Regions from separate parts of the Sus scrofa genome. Here region 1 is linked to region 2. A link is a contact called in public HiChIP or PLAC-seq data. All regions are on one chromosome and are shown on one strand. Each heading gives the region's core, a stretch centred on a gene start, on an enhancer-like site or on the middle of the called end of the contact. The rest is flanking DNA. Distances are from core to core; before and after follow the strand shown. Region 1 overlaps LOC100517188 (collagen alpha-4(VI) chain-like). Region 2 overlaps PIK3R4 (phosphoinositide 3-kinase regulatory subunit 4).

Region 1 (3,130 bases), core at 444-2,943, 570 kb after region 2:
AAAAAAAATCACTTTCTAAAATCATGTATTGCCTAAAGGGAGAGGGGACGTGAGACTCCAATTAAAAGAGCAATTTAGTACTTCATCTTTAAAGCATTAGCTGCCAAGAAGGTGAGGTTGAGACATAGAAAATAACCTACCTTTATTGGAAATATGTGGTATGTTTGGCCTAGGTGTGCATTACCTCATTTAACCCTCACAAACTCAAGAATCAACCCATTTGGGCATGAGAAAATCAGATCCCCATCTCCCAATCACCAATTCCCTGGATCTTTCCACAACTTCCTGGTGTTCCAACACAAAAACATACGTAAGAAAAAGAAGGTTTTGCCCATCACAGATATATACACAGCATTAGCAGATCAAGATGTCATGAAAAAGAGGAGAAAAAAGAGAAAAATGCATCCAGAGCTCCTGACTGCTATAGACAGGGAAACAGAGAAGTGGAGCAACTTTCCATAAGACTACGACATGATGAGCAAATGTTGCTTCCCTTAAAACCTGCTGTTAATAGTACCATCTCTGTGTCATAGTTCCCACAGAGCCAGAGAGTCACAGGAACCTTCCTCAGATGATGTTATGTACCTGGTTCTGGAGGGTACGAACCACATTCTGAGAATACTGAGAGGGGACCCCCCTGAGATCTGGCTTTTAGACACATGGGGAATAGGGTGTTCTCTGGCCTCCACAAGAAGCCACCTCATATTGTTACTGGAGACCTCTCCTTACCTCTTCCCTGGCCTGATATAATAGTAAGAGGGGGTTTTTTAATTCCACATTCCAATCCTGCTGCTTAATGTACTAATAAGGCTAATTTCTTTGAAATCAAGACAACTTTCTCATTTGCGAAACAGATATGTCTTATAGGGCTGTTATCAAGATTCAGTGGAATAATAAATTAAAATCATGGACTTGGAAAATAGACTTGTGGTTGTCAAGGGGGTGGGGAGTGGGATGGACTGGGAGCCTGGAGTTAACAGATGCAAATTATTGCCTTTGGAATGGATTAGCAATGAGATCCTGCTGTGTAGCACTGGGAACTATGTCTAGTCACTTATGATGGGGCATGATGTAAGAAAAAAGAATGTATACATGTATGTATAACTGGGTCACCATGCTGTACAGTAGAAAAAAAAATGTCTTGGAAAATAACAATTGATTACAATTAAAAAATAAAAATAAAATTTAAAAAATGATGACTACAAAGCCTGGCATATGGTTCCTATTATGTTTTGTCCAGCATAGAGTCCCTCTTTTTTCTGACCCAGACACTAATCTTCCAAACCTGTAGCTTTGGACATGCGTCTTCCTTGCCCAGAAACTTTCAATATACCTGATTGCTCAGTAGAGAAAAACAAAACCCTTAAATGTAGCATTAAGTCAACTCAACGCACCCTTCCAGACTTCCCTCCCACTCTTTATATTTTTTTTTCCTCACCCTCCATTCCTACTGAAATGGAATCCTTGTTTGTCCAGACCTGCCCTGAGTTCTTCTAATTCTAAGCTTTTCCTTTTTTGTTAACCTGGGATACCCTGTGTGTGTCTCTCACAGAGGTCTTGTGTAGAGAATGCCTTGATTTCTTGCATTCCCAGAAATGCCCAGGTCCTCTCCACCCTAAATATACTCTCAAGTGCCCAGGAGGGAAGGCTGGTTTCTCCCCGCTTCCTCTTCCCTCATGATCTGGCTATTACTCATCTCATCTTCACTTCCTCAATGAAGCCTTCCTGATGGCACAGGCTCGATCAGACCCCTCTGTTATTTACCTCCCCCTTCATGTACTTATGTCAGCAGTAGTCTTACATCTACTTCCATGATTAGTTCACTCATGTCTGTCTCTCCCCATAGAGGCCAGTTCTCAGATACAGAACTTGTACCTGTCTTGTTCCTCATTTTACACTCACACCTGGATTACAACAGATGCTCAATAAATTCTGATGACTGATTGGATGGAGAAAGGCCATTCTGTTTCAGATTCCTCTCCAAGCTCCCACTGACTCTTTATTTGCACCATTCTTACAGATTTTATTTTATCCTATCTTACATTAGGGTCCTTCCTGTACAAATATTATCTCCTGCCCCAGTTAACCAGCTCTTTATTGGTCATAACTATGACTTATGTATCTTTGAACCCTTCTTTGTGTCTACGAAAACGTCCTACAGGTAGGAAGCACTTAACAAGTGTTTATTGAGTTTAGCAAAATTCAGTGGAAACTGAAGGCTCTCCAGTCTTGAATGAGTGTAGTCTCCTCTACCTTCTCCAAAATCTGATCCAAAAACTGCAGGCTGAAAACTGAACCTTGATCAAGAGGCATGTCTTATGACACTCTGATTCACTTATCAGGAAATCAATGCACATCTAGGGATAAAAGCATTACTCTAATTCCATGAGAGGTACAAAAACATAAATAAAATTTTACCCCCAGTGAAATGTAACCCAGTGAATCAACAGAAGCTGATTACAATCCTGGGTTGAGACAGATCCTTCAGGGTGGATTCCATAATTGATTAATAATGTCTGCCATGGGCACAGCAAGGGAGAGGTACACTACATATGCCAGGTTTCTGCCTCCCTTTACACAAAAAGATAATGTCAAGCCAATAGTGTGAACAGTGTACACTGGAAGGATGCAGAGAAAGAGGAGATCACTACATCATGAGGAGGAAAGAGAGGAGATGGAAATTGAAGAAAAAGTGATACACAAATAAAGACTGAAGATCGAAGCAGGGAGGGGATAAAGGAAGATGGATTTGGAGTTTAAGATTAGCAGATGCCAACTATTATATATAGAATGGATAAACAAGGTTCTACAGAAATACACACAATGCAGAGAACTACATTCAATATTCTGTGATAAACAATAATGGAAAAGAATATGAAAAAGAATGAATATATGTACTTTGCTGTACAGCATAAATTAACACAACACTGTACATCAATTATACTTCAATAAAATAAATTTAACATAAAAGATAAAGGTAGGGAAAAGGTTTCCAGGATGGGGTACCCAACACAGACCAAGACACAGCAAAAGGACTCTTCAGGGGAGAGTGAGAAGCACAATTTGGCTGGGAAGGACACTTCTTGACTGAGATTAGTGAAGCATGTGGTTGAGAGGCCTTGGATGTCAG
Region 2 (3,007 bases), core at 208-2,707:
CATTTATACCCTGCATCATCTTTATCCATTCATCCATTGATGGGCCTTTGTCTTGACTATTGAAATAATGCTGTGATGGACATAGGGGTGCCTATATCTTTTTTGAATTAGTGTTTCTTACTCTTTGGCTACATACCCAGAAATGAAATAGCTGGATCTTATGGTAGTTCTAAATGTTTTGAGGAATCTTCACACCTTCTTCCATACCGGCAGCACCAGTTTACATTCCTACTAGCAGTGTATGAGGTTCCCTTTTCTCCATATCCTTGCCAGCACTTGCTAGTTTTTGTCTTTCTCTCTTTTTTTTTTTTTTGGCATTTTTGCCTTTTCAAGGGCTGCTTCCCACGGCATATGGAGGTTCCCAGGCCAGAGGTCGAATTGGAGCTGTAGCCACCGGCCTGCGCCAGAGCCACAGCGACGCGGGATCCGAGCCGCGTCTGCAACCTACACCACAGCTCATGGCAACGCCAGATCCTTAACCCACTGAGCGAGGCCAGGGATTGAACCCGCAACCTCATGGTTCCTAGTCGGATTTGTTAACCACTGCGCCATGACGGGAACTCCTTGTCTTTCTCTTATAGCTAGTCTAATGGCTATGAAGTGATAGCTCATAGTTTTGAGATGGTGTACATCTCCTGTTTATGTCGTCTTTGGAAAAATGTCTGTTCAACTTCCCTGCCCATTTTTAATTCAGATTGTTTTTTGTTGTTGAATTCTATGAGTTCTTTATATATATATATTGGACATTAACTCTTTATTGGATGTGTGATTTGCAGATATCTTCCCCATTCAGTAAGTTGTCTGTTTTCTTGATGGTTTCTTTGCTGTGAAGAAGCTTTTCAGTTTGATGTAGTCCCATTTGTTTATTTATGCTTTTGTTTCTCTTGACTGAGGAGATCTAGAAAGATTTTGCTAAGACTTCAGTCAGAGAGCATACTGCTTAGTTTTCTGCTGGTAGTTGTATGCTTTTAGGTCTTACATTCAAGTCTTTAATCCATTTTGAATTGATTTTTGTGTATGGTGTGAGACAGTGGTCCAGTTTCATTTTTTTTGCATGTAGTTGTCCAGTTTTCCCAACACCATTGATAGAAGAGAGTGTTCTTTCTCCATTGTGTGTTCTATGCTGTTTTGTTGTCCGCATGTATGGGCTTATTTCTGTCTGTAAGATCTATCCATTAATATAAGTAGGGTGTTAAAGTCCCTACCGTTACTGTATTGCTGTTACTCTCTCCCTTTAGGCCTGTTAGCAATTGTTTTGTATATTTTGGTGCTCCTGTGTTAGGTGTAGTACTCACTGTTAGTCTCCTTGAAGACTTGTCTCATTTTATCATTGTATACTGTCCATTGTTGTCACTCTCTTTTTTTTTAAACCTTTTTTTGGCTTGAAGTCTGTTCTATCTGACAAAAGTATGACCACATCCACTCTCCTGAGGCCATGATTTGCAGTATCTTCCATCCCTTCACTCTGAGACTGTGTTTGCCTTTAGAGAGGAGGTGCATCTTGTGGACGCAGCATAGAGTTGTGCTGTGCTTTTTAATGCATCCATCCACTCTGTTTTTGATTGGTGAAGTTGATCAGTTTAAGTTTAGGGTGATTGTTGATAAATAAGGGCTTCATGTTGCCGTTTAATCTTTTGTTTTCTGGTTGCTTTACATCTCCATTGTTTCTTTCCCCTTGTGTTTCTGTTCGCTGTGTGGCTTGGTGGTTTTCTATGATACTTTTCTCAGTTTCCTCATTTTTTTTCTGGTTCCTGTTTCTGCTCTAGATTTATGTTTTGTGGTTCCCATGAGGTTTGTATAACACATCTCGTAGGTAAAATAGTCCTTTTTCTGTTGGTGGCGTTTTCATTTACTTCTATGGATTCCATCCTTTTCCCCTTCCCTCTTTGTGTTTTTTCTTATCTCACATGATCCCTTTTTATAATGTGTTTGTTACCAAATTGAAGTAGCTATAATTATTTTTTCTGTTTTCCCACCTTCCTTCCCCCCTTTAACCTTTATGCTGTAATAAAGTGCTTTAAAGCCTATTCTGATAAAAAGTTGCAGTTTTGTTACTCTACTTATCACCTTATTCAAAGTTTTGTGTACTTTGGCCTTTTTGTTTCTTATAGAAGGCAGGGCTGGTATTGCTGAATTCTCTCAGCTTTTGTTTGGTGAGGTCTTCATTTCTTCTTCACATTTGGATGGTAACTTTGCTGGCCAGGGTATTCTTGGGTGACAGTTTTGTTTTTGTTTTGTTTTTGTCTGTGCTTACAGTATGTGGAAGTTCCCAGGCCGGGAATGGAACCCATGCCATGGCAATGACCTGAGCCACAACGACGACAACACTGGATCCTTAATTGCTGAACCACAAGGGAACGTCACTGGGTGACAGTTTTTATCTTTCAGTATGTTGAGAATGTCATTCCATTCCCTCTTGGCCTGTAGGGTTTCTCTTGAGAAACTGCTAGTAGCCTGAGGGAGGGCTAGGGTTTCCTTTGTAGTTTTCTGTCTTTTTATCCTTGATTGACATTAAAATTCTTTGTCATTGATTTTTGACAAATTTAATATAGTCTGTATTAGAGAAGTTTTTTGTTTTTCTTTGCATTTGAGGTTATTAAATATTCTCTTAGTTTCATGGACTTGTATATACAGTTCCTTCTTCAGGCTTGGGAAGTTTTCTGCTATTATTTCTTTAAATAAACTCTCGGTTCCTTTCTCCTTCTGTTCTCCTGGGATACCCATTACCTCATGTTACCCTTCCTAAAGGAGTCTAATAGAATTGCCTCATTTTTTTTGAAGTGTCTTATTTCTTTTTTCTACTTTTAGATTTCTTAGTTTTCTATCTTCAATTCTGTCTTCCATATGGTCTGCTCTATTTCTGTTGCTTTATAATGTATTTTTCAACTCGTTCATTGAATTCTTCAGCTCCAGAATTTGTTTGGTTCCTTTTTAGAGTTTCAAGCTCTTTGGTAAAGTATTCCTTCTGTTCATTAATTTTATTCCTGAGCTCATTGAATTGCCTTTC

What was found. HiChIP or PLAC-seq counts read pairs in DNA pulled down with a chosen protein or histone mark.
Region 1: an H3K27ac HiChIP or PLAC-seq map of alveolar macrophages shows a contact between it and region 2. The contact joins two enhancer-like sites. A contact is called at or near these places in 4 of 47 Hi-C or Micro-C datasets (embryonic fibroblasts, heart right ventricle, liver and 1 more) and 1 of 2 datasets of contacts at active chromatin or transcription factors (alveolar macrophages).

The regions. Positions count from the first base shown.
Region 1 is chr13:2,331,623-2,334,752 of Sscrofa11.1, forward strand. All of the region lies in intron 18 of LOC100517188 (collagen alpha-4(VI) chain-like), which reads right to left. Among named protein-coding and RNA genes, the nearest start is that of CAPN7, 120 kb to the right of the region's middle. Within about 2 kb of position 1,694, at least 3 of the 83 cell types and tissues checked have an H3K27ac peak or open chromatin away from gene starts, as enhancers often do. A contact at or near this core is called in alveolar macrophages, where this site is marked.
Region 2 is chr13:1,763,239-1,766,245 of Sscrofa11.1, forward strand. The region is part of intron 7 of PIK3R4 (phosphoinositide 3-kinase regulatory subunit 4); the gene reads left to right. Among named protein-coding and RNA genes, the nearest start is that of PIK3R4, 34 kb to the left of the region's middle. Within about 2 kb of position 1,458, at least 7 of the 83 cell types and tissues checked have an H3K27ac peak or open chromatin away from gene starts, as enhancers often do. A contact at or near this core is called in alveolar macrophages, where this site is marked.